Linked DNA regions of Gossypium hirsutum: region 1 is linked to region 2. Evidence: chromatin contacts called from public Hi-C data. All regions are on one chromosome and are shown on one strand. Each heading gives the region's core, a stretch centred on a gene start, on an enhancer-like site or on the middle of the called end of the contact. The rest is flanking DNA. Distances are from core to core; before and after follow the strand shown. Region 1 holds the start of LOC107948917 (CASP-like protein 5B2). Region 2 has its middle 13 kb from the start of LOC121228082.

Evidence for each region. A called contact is a pair of places that touch in the nucleus more often than the background predicts.
Region 1: a Hi-C map of leaf shows a contact between it and region 2, with 6 times the contacts expected there. The contact joins the promoter of LOC107948917 here to the enhancer-like site in region 2. A contact is called at or near these places in 8 of 34 Hi-C or Micro-C datasets (anther, cotyledon, hypocotyl and 2 more).

Annotation. Positions count from the first base shown.
Region 1 is chrA04:74,190,679-74,197,727 of Gossypium_hirsutum_v2.1, reverse strand. LOC107948917 (CASP-like protein 5B2) reads left to right here and starts at 2,108. Exons shown (of 3, transcript XM_016883581.2): 1 at 2,108-2,739; 2 at 4,078-4,210; 3 at 4,663-5,030. The coding sequence starts at 2,609. The coding sequence ends at 4,863. LOC107948916 (mannose-1-phosphate guanylyltransferase 1) reads right to left here. Exons shown (of 5, transcript XM_016883580.2): 3 at 6,910-6,972; 4 at 6,558-6,797; 5 at 5,222-6,470. The coding sequence ends at 5,799.
Region 2 is chrA04:74,047,555-74,054,245 of Gossypium_hirsutum_v2.1, reverse strand. No RefSeq gene overlaps it. Among protein-coding and RNA genes, the nearest start is that of LOC121228082, 13 kb to the right of the region's middle. Within about 2 kb of position 1,510, at least 9 of the 9 cell types and tissues checked have an H3K27ac peak or open chromatin away from gene starts, as enhancers often do. A contact at or near this core is called in cotyledon, hypocotyl and leaf, where this site is marked.

The DNA of each region.
Region 1 (7,049 bases), core at 859-3,358, 140 kb before region 2:
AGAAGTAGTTTTAAAAAATCAAAAATTTTAGCAAAAAACAACTTATTCTGCACAGCTTTTCTTTCAAAAGTACAAGTTAAAAATGCTTATTTTAAGCACAGAAAAATAAGCCCTAAGTCCCCTAATCTAATTTTACTATTTATATTAAATTATTTGAATGATTATTTTTGAATTTGGGTTATTTTTATAATTATTTATTTTTGAGTTATTTTGGTAAAATAACGGCAAGTTACTTATTCCTAGCCCTGCCATCTATTGAAGACTTCCAAACTGCTGGTATACTGTCGCTTTCGTGGTCTCCAAGCAGTCAAGGTAAGGACTATAGATGCCTTTTGTTGGAGGTAATGAAAGTATATTTTGAAGTCTACAGTAGAGAAAGTGAGAGATAAAAGGAAAAAAAAGATTGAAAGAATTTTAATCAAAGATAAATGTGATAAGAGACAAGAGTGAATGAAATTTATTTATTTTATTTGATATCCAAATTCCAACGGCTATCGTTATTGACTTTTTTTTAGTTATATTAGTAAAAATATTATATTCCTCAAAAAAAAATTTATGATTGATTTTTAATCAATGGACCAATTAAATTAATGATTTAATTAATTTAATCGTGGATTCAATTTTAAATATATTATTAAAATTATCAATAAAGAAAATTGGTTAGGTGGAACATGCCCAAAAAACACAAAAATTAGCAAAGATTCTATTGGAGCAGAAAAACTTGGATGCATTTTGCTCATACTAATTTGTATCACTCGTAGCACTAACTGTGTTAAATTAAATAATTTAATTAAGCTCATCTACAATTTTTATAGGGTGAAACTCAGCGTTAAAAGTCCCAAGGTCTCATAGGTTAGCGTAGCTGTTAGGAGCTGTCGGTTCGTCATATTGCTGATTGGTCAATTTGTACTTATATTATGAATTTAGTATTTATATTTTAATTTAATTATTTTCAATTCTTATATTTTTAGAGTTTAAAGATTTTAGTCATAATTAAATTATAATTACTAAATTTATTAATTTTTATTATTTTTAAAATATGATATGTCATATATATTATCTCATGTGTAATATTATGCATGTTTGATATTTTCACATATCACTAAAAAAAATAATAGATTTAACGATTGTCGTTTGACTTAATATTAAAATTTTAAAATTCAAAAAATATAGCTACTAAAAATGATTCAATTAGTGAATGTGGACTAGATCTATAATTTTACAAAAAAATACAAATTAATAACATAAATTTAGCTGGTATCATTAGATTAAAACTAAAATTTTAAAATTTAGAAAATACAAGGAGTAGTAGCAAAATTTGACGTTGCTGATTTAACTTGACGCAGATAGGTTGCTATTAGGAGGGAAGTAAATTTGTTATGGTGTTATAATAGCAGTTGAAGTTAGTTAAGTATGCATTATAAATTGACTGCTTTTGGTTTTTTTAAAATGAAACGAATATCAAATTATTGAAATCAAGAAAGAGAATGGGTTTTAAAATTCGAACTAAAGATGCTTTCATTGGAAAGCCAAAGCTGGTATGCTTGGCACCGATAGGCTGCTAAGGTCCAAGGCCTAGTCATTACGCCTATAATTGAACATTATCCGTGATTCTTTTTTCGTCTCCAAAAGTCCAAGACCCATGGCCCAGACCGACCCATCCTCATTAATTCATAACAACTTGTTCAACATTTCTTTCTTTACTAGTCCCTCCTTTTTGTCTAAAAAGAAGGACAAAAAGGAAAGAAAAGTTCATTTAGTTAGTAGTCTGTCACTCACTTGCCCTAAATTGAACCCACTAAACCGATACTCATAATAATTACTTATTTTGCAGTATAATTTTTTAAAAATTCATTTTAGTTTTTTTTTAATTTTTAAATTTAAATTTTTATTAAATCAACTTAAAATAATAAAATTTTTTAATTTTTTAAAAATTTTATTGAATATGGATTGTTATGTGAATGACACAAGTCTAAAAAATTTTAAAAAATTATTTTTATAATTTTTACTTTTTTTTGTTAATTTTAATTTTTTTAATTTTTAAAAATAGTTTACTTAATTTAATAGTGATGTATCATTTTCATAGTGATTCACATTTATGCCATATCAATAAAATTAACCTACCTTCGTTTTGAAGTGAGTAAACAAAAATTATAACCTTCAATCATTTTAAGCTGATTAAACAAAAAAATTATAAATTTAAAAATTAATAAAGACGAAAATAAATAATTTTTTTTATAAAATTTAAGGATAAAAGAGACATTATTCCAAACCAAAAACATTCTCCTTCTCTTTCTATTCATCGAATCAAGACCATCAATGTCACCAATTTTATAAATTATGATCTGCTAAATTATAATTTCAGGGTATTTCTTAAATCATACGTTTTTTTTTTAAAATTTTATCAGTTTGGTCCAAACTCCAAAATTCCCTTTCCATATTACCTTTTTTAAAATGTTCAACCAAAAAAGAAATTGTTTTGGACTCTGGATTTGAGTTCCATTAATGGAAGGACTCTAAGATTCTTGGGTTTCTTTCCCTTTTCTGCAAGTAGGACCCTTAGAGTTTAGGCGATAGGGTTGGGGACCTTTTAGATTGAAGTAAGAGGATGAAGGAGTTGATTGGGAGTCCAGGAACGGTGAGTGGATTAACACTAAGGGTAACCCAATGTGCTTTTGCTGCTGCTTCCATTGCACTCATGGTCTCTGCCTCTGGTTTCTCTACCTACACTGCATTCTGGTACTTCGTTTTTTCATTTTTCTTCATTCGGCTTTGCTCTCAAATTTTACCTTGTTAGAATTAATGGGTTTTTTTTTGTGTGTGTGTTTGGGGGGGGGGTGCCATTGTTCCAGTATTCTTGGGTTTAATCGTTGACAAAATTTTAGTTAAAATGGTTTGTTTGAATCGGAATCATCTTAAAGCAAACATTGATTGCTGGGCAGCAAGATTAGGTAGGCAAAACTGTTCATGAAAGGTTATTTCCTAAATGGGTAGAAAGAATAGGAAAAATAGAAGGTGAAATTGACCTGACTTTTTAGACGTGTGGACTTCTACCTCTTTGCATCTTATAAAGTGATGTGTGTTTTACTTCAAAATTTGTTTTTACTCTACTATTTAGTAGCTGATTTTGATGTTCTAGTTCTTCTAGTTTGAATTTATTGGATGAAATTTAAGTTCTAGATTTCTACTTTGGTATTTTGCATGAGAAGTGGGTTTCAATTTTAAGTTTAGCTTAATTTTTTCCTAGTTTTTTTTAATGATTTTCCATATGTTGGTTGAGAAGCTAAGAGGGTTTAATGTTAAAAGTATGGGATTTTTCTACCTTCAGTTAGTAATGTCAAAGGTATGGTTTTTTACTATTCAGAGAAATGTATAGGATGCGTGCATAAACTTCTAGTGTACCGATTCTTCCAGAATTGGGTTTTAAGCTGAATATGAAGTTGTGTAAATTTAGCATCTGGTAATTTACTTTGTTAAGCAGAAGCAATCATCTATCATCCAATGTTATTGCAACAGTGGAGCTAAAGAAATCATAAACATGTCTGATTTGCTATATTTGGAGCTTGGTTGTTTAAAGTGTATTATTGCTCTTATAATGGCGGAACTGAGTGCTTCTATTAGGCATAAGGGCAGGAAAATGAACGGAACTCTATGAAGCTTTTCTGCTACTATGCATAGTGCAGTAATGGTGGTTCCCCGAGTCTTTGTTTCAAGATTTGTGTGCCTGCTAATAGTGACAGTCTAACAGAGCCATTCATTTGTCTGAATTACGTTCAAGAGACTCTGGTATAATATATGTCTGAATAAACTTAAGTTCGAAGTTGACTGAAGCTGTGTAACTCTCTGTTAAGCATCTTTATGCATGTTTGATCTTCTAAGGTTCCATTTAGTTGGTAGTTTTACTTTTAGCTATTTGTCCCTTGCTTTCAGTTCATATTTTTATTTTCTTTTTACTTCTAATTGAGAAAAGAAAAAGCAAAAGCATCCATCAAAGCCAAGATGCAACTTTGATCGAATAGAAATGCACTTCAATTGTATTTTCTGCACATTTGATGTTTATAATGCTCTCTGTTTCAGCTATTTGATTGCATCTATGGGGCTTCAACTACTATGGAGCTTTGGACTTGCATGTCTTGATGTTTATGCTTTAAGGAGAAAAAGAGATCTTCAGAATCCAGTTTTAGTGAGCCTCTTTGTTGTAGGTGATTGGGTATGAAACTGTTCTCTAATAATCCTCTCTTATCTCCTTTAGCCACTAAATGGATGCATCAACAATGATGTAAATCGGGTTTTCGACCATATATTTCCTGCTAGTTGCTGTATTTGTCATAGTCCTCGCCAGCTATTCTTATTTGTTCATGTTAATGCTGTCTGTGATCCCACAAGTGGTTAATGGCTGTTCTTATTCTATCAAAAAACAACCTTTCTATATATTACATTGCTAGTTTCTGTGACCACCTTTTCATATTTTGTAATGGCCATAGAATACAATCTTACACTGATGCAGGGGTCACTGTCTGATCTGTATATGAACTCCCTATGCATTTTGCTTGATTTTTTTTAAGGGCCGCAAGCAATTGTTATTTTCAGTATTGGCAACTCTGCAAATAGCTCTTCAGCTGGGATTGTATATCACTTGGCTAATCCTTGTTGAATGTACAGGTGACAGCTATGTTATCACTGGCAGCTGCATGTTCATCAGCTGGTATTATAGTCCTATATGCAAGAGACTTGGAATTCTGCAAGGCTCAAAGTCATATCCCATGCCGGCAGTTTGAAATATCGATAATTTTGGCATTTATCACGTGGCTTCTAATCGCAATGTCATCTCATGTCATGCTCTGGATCTTAGCCTCTTTCTAGAGGTCTAAGGGATTCCCATACAAGCACATGACAGCATCTCCTATTTGACATGTAAATCCTTTGTTTTTTTACTTTGATTTTGACAATTTTGGAGAATTCGAGTAGTTCTGCCGTTTGCCTGTGCACATTTAAGCATTTTTTGTTTTAGTACTCAATTTCATTCAAAAGTTACTTGTTCTGACCCTAATTTTCAACAATTAACTAACAATACTGTCAAATACTTGTGGATCTTTTGTTGCTTTTTGTGATCTTAACGAAAGTCTTGATTTGAAAGAAATGCGAACTTCCTTTTCTTACATCTTCCAACAGATAACATTTTTGTCTAATGTTGAATTCTACCATGTGTAAACAACATTCATCAAGCCTATCCCCGCTATATTTCATATAATAAATCTTACAAATTTCCAGGGCCTTTGATTATCCTGAAGATAACATTCATTAAGATATACCTAAAGTTATGTTAACACCACAAGATTCAGTCTGAACAAAAACTATCCCAACAGCATCATTCTGACAGGATAAGAGAGGCTGCTATACAACAATGGAAAAGATTCTAAATACAATTAACTCGATACTTGAATAACATTTAAACTAAGTGTACACAACGTCATAAATTTGTTGTCTGTATTTCTTCCTCTATTTTTTCTCTTTGCTTTTGGTTAATGACATTCCAAAATGAGAAATGAGATTGCTCCCTCACAAGTGTATAAGGTTGTCTCTGCATCCGGTCATCCACCAAACATGATGTTCACCGGTAACCAAAGGCCAGCAGCTATCCTTCAACTACAAGCCTACTGACACTCGGCCCTCGAACTTATTCCAACTGGAATTTGCCTAAGAATAACAAGAAAAGAAGGGAAACAAAAAGGGTAATGCAGACAACCAAATTGCAATTTCGAACTCTCAAAATGTTGATTCCAAGCTCAACCTTGTGATCACATGACAATTTCTGGCTTCAAAATACTAGACTTTATCTCCTTGTGAGGCAGGACAACACCTCCATTGCTATAAACTTCATCTCCAAGATGAACATCTTCTCCTAAGATCGTCATGTTTTCCAACCGTGCCCACTTTCCAACAGTGGAATGCCAGCCAATAATGCTATTGGAGACGCAAGTATACTTCTTGATACGAACTCCGCGCATTATGGTACAGCGTGACAACCTTACCCCGGACTCAATTATACATCCTGGACCAATGGCTACATCAGGTCCAATGAGGCACCCATAGCCAATTACAGCACTCTCATCTACCAAAACATTCCCAACAAAATGAGATCCAGTTGACAACTTGGTAGAGGATTTTTTACGCAACGACTTTAAGTACATTCTCAGGCCAGTAATGTAATCCTTTGGTTGTCCAATGTCCATCCAGAACCCAGGCAGCACCATCGCATAAAGCTTATTCTCTGCTGCAATCTTTGGGAACACTTCTTTCTCAATTGAGGTGGGTCTCAGTTCTATTCGGTTAAGAACAGATGGGTTCAACAAGTAAATCCCAGCATTGATTTTGTTACCAACAAATATTTGTGGTTTCTCGACAAACTTTTCAACTTTGCCTGTAGTTTCTTCCATGACTACAACACCATATTTCGATGGCTCATCCACCTTGAAACAAAAGAAAGATCCTTGTGAGGAGGTGATTTTAATGGCAATCTTTTTCTCAAGAATGCTAAACCCAGTTTACTACATTACCTTTGTCACCATAATGGAAGCTTCTCCTCCATGACCCTTGTGAAAATTTACCATTTCTTTTAGTGGATATTCACTTATAACATCACTATTGAGGACAAAAAATGGCTCACCAGAGCCATCGATCAACTTGTCTCTAGCCAGAGCAATAGGACCAGCTGTGCCAAGTGGTTCAGTCTCCTGTGAGCAGGTGATTTTAATGCCAAGCTTTTTCTCAAATTCTTTTAGGAAATTTAACATAACCTGCAAAATCAATGGAGCAATATAAAAAACTAACTTCAAGGAAAAAAAATCAATAACAAACAGTCATCAATATGAAAATTTGCAGCCATAAATGGGCACTTTTCTATGTTACCTCTGGTTGGTAATTGATGGCCAGAACAACTTCAGTAACTCCAATAGCTTTGAGAGCTTCAATCTGGTAGTATTAAAAAAAAAGAAACAAACGAACTATGTACAATCATTCGTTTAACAACACCACGTAAAGCTTCACAC
Region 2 (6,691 bases), core at 261-2,760:
TTAATTTTGCTATAAATTATATAACACATTTTAAAAAAATATAATTATGTACACAAAGAAAAACTATATGTATAAAATACATGAAGTTAATAATGTATATAGATCAAACATACATACCAATATATATACATGCATATATAATAATAACTTAAAAAATAAAATTTTCCTATAAACAACAAAGATATATAATAAAATATAGGAATAAATTTAAAAAGAAATTATATGTATAAAATAATATAAAATTAATAATATACATGACACTCTATCATGAATCGTATATATATATAATAATATACAAAAAAAACATTAAAAAAATATTATACAAAATGTTAAAGTGATATGATATAAGAACATAATGCCTTTGAAACAAAACACAATTATCAAAGTAGCTCAAAATACAAAATAAATAAACAAGAATTAAAAATGAATGTGAAATGAATAAAAAAAAGATGAAAAAACTTATTTGAAATAAAATTAAAATAAAAGGGATAATTTACAAATTCTTGAAATTAAACTGAGGACTAATGCGCAATGCGCGCGAATTCACAGGGACCAAAGCTGAAAATAGCCTCAATCCTGAAACGCTGCGCTATATCGCAGACTAAAATGAAAATGCGCGCAAATTATAAAGCCAAATTTAAAAAAACAAAATAGAATAACTAAAGCGCAATTGAATGCTCGCAAGAGAGGAAGGACCTAACGTGAAATTTTCCCATTTTGAACGAAAAGGTGAAGATCCGGCCTGCTAATCGGGTTGACGCGTGGATCTCACCCCCTACACGGCACCGTTTCAAATTTCATACAAAATCAAGCCTAAAAAACCTAAAATCCAACATTCAGCCACTTAAAAGCAAATTAAAATAAAAAAAATACCAAAGACCTATTCCCCATTTACTCGGCCGAACCTAAGGCACCTTTCCACTGCCGCTTTGCCTCCATATTCGGCTGACGGCCATCAAGCAAAGGCCAAGTCTGGTCCCGTTCGACCACAAATCCGAGAGCCTTGCTCACAAGCTTCAAATCTTCGCCTTGACTTCGATTACGACGAAGCAAACAAGGATTTCGAAGCCTCCTTCAACAATAGATAAGTCTCCTTTTCTCCTTATAGATTTATTTTCATGCAATAGATAAAGAATGATGAAATGGAAACGAAAATCAAGGAAGAACACGATCTAAAATCACCTTAAAACTAATTTCAAATTGATTTTTTAGTATCCGTGTGTATTTCTCTGCTATTTTCTTCGTGAAAAGAGGGAGAAAAGAAAAAGATCCCATTTACATCATTTTCCTTCAGTTTTATAGCCGAAAAAGAAAAATAAAATAAATAAATAAAAGAAAATACAAATTCCTTGCTGTAATTCGCTGTGATCTGCTGTCAATTACTACTTGGTTGTTTTCTGTTGCAGGTGTGTATGGCGTGGAAAAACCGTTCGTGGGCGTGGACAGAGGAACGGAAGCGCACGTGCGTTGGGGAGGCCGGAGCGTGAATCCCCTGGTGGATGCTTGCGGCGCGATAAGCCCTTTGCCCTAGGGTTTTCTAAAAGCTATTAAGGAGATGGGCCTATCGGGCTTGTTTTGATTTGGGTTGGGTGTCTTTAATTTTTGGGCTGTGATAGTTTTCTTGTAAATAGGCTTGGTAGTTAAGTTTATTGGGCATGTTGGGCCATAAGTGTAATTTGTAAATGGATTGGACTGAAAAATTTTATTTTGGTTTTATTTTTGGTTTATTTATTGTTTTTAATCTATAGGCCCGGGCAAAAATTGGGCCTTATAAATAGGTCCTTAAAGGATACTTCTTTGGGAGTTAGAGCCAGTTCTGCATTGCTTTTCAAAAGCACTTCTGATTCCAAAGCACTTCTAGAAGAAAAGCTGTGCAGAACAAGCTGTTTTTTGTTGAAATTTTTAGCTTTTCAGAAGTATTTTTGAAAAGCATTTTTGGAAAGGAGAAACTAAAATTTTTAACTTTTTCTCTCCCAAAAGCACTTTTAGTGCTTAATTACTTTTTCACCCTTTCAATAACATAGTACTTTCTCTTTTTTTCTTGGTATTTAATTACAAATGTGGTAAAATCATTAATTAAAAATATTTTTTTTAAAATACTAATTACAAATATTTAATAGTTATATTTAAATATTTAAAATATAGTTCATATATTCTAATTAAATTTTATAAATAATTAACATTTATTGCTTAAAAATATTTAAAATTTGTATTTTATATTTTATATTTTAAAATATTAACAAGAAGTTATAATAATTTTTTTATATTCTTACTAAAATATAATAATATTAACTAATTTAAATATTATTTAAATGTATATTTGTTACTTGATAATAACATGACTAAAATGGACATTTTATTTCTCAAAAGTACTTTTTGACAGCAATGCTAAACACTTAAATTTTAAACCAAATTTTTTAAAAGTATTTCTCAAAAATATTTTTTTACAGCACTTTTCAAAATCACTTTTCAAAAGCATTGCCAAACTAATCCTTAATGGAGGTGGAGTCTTAAGAAACAGTAAGGGAGATTGGTTACATGGGTACAGTCGCAGCATTGGATTTTTTATCTATTCTTTAGGCAGAACTTTGGGCAATATCAGACGGTCTCGTCATTGCTTGGTAGAAGGGTTATAGATTTGAAGTCAACGGTGGATAGTATTGAAGCTATTCAGTTGATCGAAAGGAACCTTTGTAAAGCAGAAATGTAACAGACATTGGGTGGTAAGGTTCGAACATGCTGCACGTGAAGTAAATAGTAGACGGTCCCCCAAAAAAAGAAAAGAAAAAAGAGTAGATGGTAGAAGGACAAACTGCAGGATGATAGTTGAGTTAATATTGGAGTGTTTGAGGGTGGAAGGTTAGAGTCCAAGTTACTTAAAAACAAATAAATTGCCCCGCCAATACTTTTTCTATTAGCCACTCAACCGGCTAGCAATTAATTAACAAAATCTCGTCTTTCGCCCATTCAACAGGCCAGGTTCTTGGTAACACGATCGATTTGCTTTTGAGAAATCAATTTAATACAGCTTCTAAGCTTATCAAGTGGATGGATTAGTACTTTTTGGCAAAACCACCCACATAAAGCCTGTAAATGATCTCTCGCTGGTGATCACACTACCAATACCCATAATTATATTTTTAATAAAATAGATTTCATCTTTATTTTCTTCATATCATGTTTTAATAACTCCATGATCTTCTCTTTCAATCTCACTATCATTAATATTATCAAGTAATATTTTAGTCAAGACGAAGTCACAAATTTATCTTGAAGTTAAATTTAAATTATAAATTTTTAATGAAATTAAAATATAAGTTTTCTTTCTACATGATTATTCATTTAGAATTTTAAGGAGATTAAATTAAAAAATTCATCTTTAAAAGAGCAAAGCGTAATTTTATTATTAAATTATTTTATAATTTTAAAAAATTCAAGGAGTTAAATTGATAATTTAACATTGGGGTTGGGGAGAGGCCAAGTCCTGCCTGACCCCTTAGCTCCGTCCCTAATTTTAGCTAATGATTGAGCTTGATTTCTATGATGTTAACCTAAGGTAGTCAGTATTATACCTATAGATATATTATTTTTATCTCGGTACTTATATGTTTCAGAACCGATATGTTTCAATATATCGTTTTGAACTTATTATGTTTTTAAATATTTTTTAAATATATATTTATAATCTTATTTAAGTTCATTGATAGATTATATATATTTAAATATTTTTCATATATATATATCCAATTTTATTTTTTTTAATTTCTTAATAAACTATATCTTAGTTTGATAAAAAAAACCATATATTATATATAAATATAAATATATCCTAATTACATCCATATAAATATATTTATATATAATAAAAAATTTTAAAATTATTAAATAAGTTCAATAGTATAAGATATAATTATAGAACAATTAAAATGTTTAAAATAAAATAAAAAATAAAAAATAGTTTAAAATATGAAACATCGGTACAAGTTGATATTAATGAAAACGGACCGAAATATATTGAAATAGTTGAAAGGCATGAAAAGTTTGATATGGATAGAACATAAACTATTGGTACTGATATAAAACTGAAATATAATACCGGAATTAATATCTATATGTTACCGACTACCATGTGTTAAATGCTCTTCAAATTGACTGGTTTAAATTTTGAAATGGATTTCAGCTAAACGCCCGAAACTAGAAAATAAAAATATTTGATTTTTGTGAAACAAGGCCCATAATATCTGCTTTGCAGCCCAAATTCAGGAATGGGTTTCCTGGACTAAGCAGCTTGTGTCTTCATGTTTGAAAATTTCCATTTCAGATTTTACCATTTTAGTTCGGTAAAAGATTGAAAAAGAGAAGAAAAGTTGGCTTAATTGACTTAAAAAAGAAACTGATAATTGAACTCATTTTAAAGAAAAACAGTAAGAAACGAATCGACTTAAGCCGATCGATTATTTTAGTTATTATTATTTTTGAACGAAAGGTCGATTATATTAGTTAAGTCACTTAGTAATATTTGTGAATTTCATTGCTTTTGTTGAATGTTAATGGATTTGGGCTTAAAATTTTGATTGGGTTTGTGTTGGTTTATTTATTTGGATTGAGAAAATATTATAATTAATATTAATATAAAGTTGTTTGATTCAGTTATTTTTTATTATTATAAAAACTAATAATTTATGGGTTCGATTAATATGAGTATTGTTGTCAATTTAAGAAGATGTGAGTTTGAGTGTACTGAAGCGTATTATCTTCTTATTTATGGTTGGGAGAGATTATAAATAATTTTATGCATTGTGTAATAAAAAAATAAGATATAATTAGATTATATAATGAGATTGTTAAAAAAAAAACACCAATAATTTATTAATGTAACATGTTTTGGTGGACTCCTCAAAACATCAAAACCGAAACCAAATTAAAAAAATTATCTCAATTCAATTGGTTAACTCAATTTTAATCAACTACTAAGAATACAACTCCAAGATGCGGATTTGATTTTAATAATTACTATTAAAATATTTCGTTTATATTTTTTTATTAAATTAAGGGTAATTTATAAAAATAGTCACTTTTGTTTGCCTCAGGTTACATTTTAGTCACTTATGTTTGAAATGTTACGTTTTAGCCACTCATGTTACTATTTTGTTACGAAGTTATCCCTCTACCGTTAAGTTCCGTTATCTCTCTAACGGTAATCTTACATGGCAATTCAACTAGATTTAGATGCCAACTTAGATTTCTAAATGGGATGAAAATAGATTTTTAATTAAAAATTTTAATTAATTAAAATTTTTAAACCCAAACCTTAACTAAAAAATCTGTTCATCTCCTCTTTTTAATTTTTCTTCAGTCTCTTCTTTTTTTTCAATGGTTTTTTTTTCATTTGATTGGAAAAACTATTATTAAGATTAAAATAGTTGAAATCAAATTGACTGCTTCATAAAGATGGATTCAATGGAGGGTTTAGGTATGTCTTCTTTGCATTCCTCTATCTCTTTTATTCGATACTGAAAAACAAAAGATTGGATTTTTTATTGTTTAATGAAAACCTTAAATTAAAATTCTTGATATGAATATTAACAACTAAAAGAATTTCATATCAGAAAAAAGGGATACCTACAAAGGGATTGTGAACAAAAATGCCGATTCAGATCAGAAAAAATTGGATTGAGAAACTAATTATTCAAGAAGGTGAAGAATTGGAAAATACAATGATTAGGAACAAAAACGATTACCATCTTCTTCTATGTCGACAACCACTTCATTTTAAGTTTTAGAACATAAATTTGCCAGTGAAAAAGACATACTTGGACCCTCCATTGAATCCTCTTTTGTTTTTGTAGGTGAATAAAAAATTTTGATGATAATAGGTTTTTTAGTCAATTGAAAAAGAAAACTAAAAAAAGTGGGAGATGAACGGTTTTTTAACTAAGATTTAGAGTTTAAAATTTTTAATTAATTAAATTTATTTAATAAAAAATCTATTCTCATCCCATTAGGAAATCCAAGTTGACATTTAAAATCTAGTTGGTCAACCACGTAGGATTACCGTTAGGGAGATAACAGAACTTAACGGAAGAGTGATCACTTCGTAATAAAATAATAACATAAGTGACTAAAACATAACATTTTAAACATAAGTGACTAAAATGTAACCTGAAACAAACAAAAGTGACTATTTTTGTAGTTTACCCTTAAATTAATGTAGTTGTTTAATTATGAATTTTTTGTCTTAAACTTATCACATTATCCATATACAAGTGATAATTTTTTTTATTAATTTATTCCAAATAATATCGGTGAAGATGTTTTATCAATTTTAAAGGGTTAATTCTACTAGATATCTCTAAATTATAATCCTCAATTTAAATTAGCCCTTAAACTTTAAAATATTTTAATTACATCCTTAAAGTATTGATGTTATATTAATAACGTCTTTTTATTACTAAAATTGTTAATTTCATCGTTAAATGAGACGTCAAGTACTATGCAATATAATTTAAAATGAAAATCTTGGTTTTGAAGTTTTCAAAACTTTTACATAAACTACCATTCACTCACTCTCTCTCTCGGTTTCACTTTATATTTAGTTTTTAATTTTAAAAGTTATGCAGAATGTTTTACTTTTCTTTAAAATTTTCATTTTAAATTATATCACATCAGATTTTATTTGTTATTTAATGGT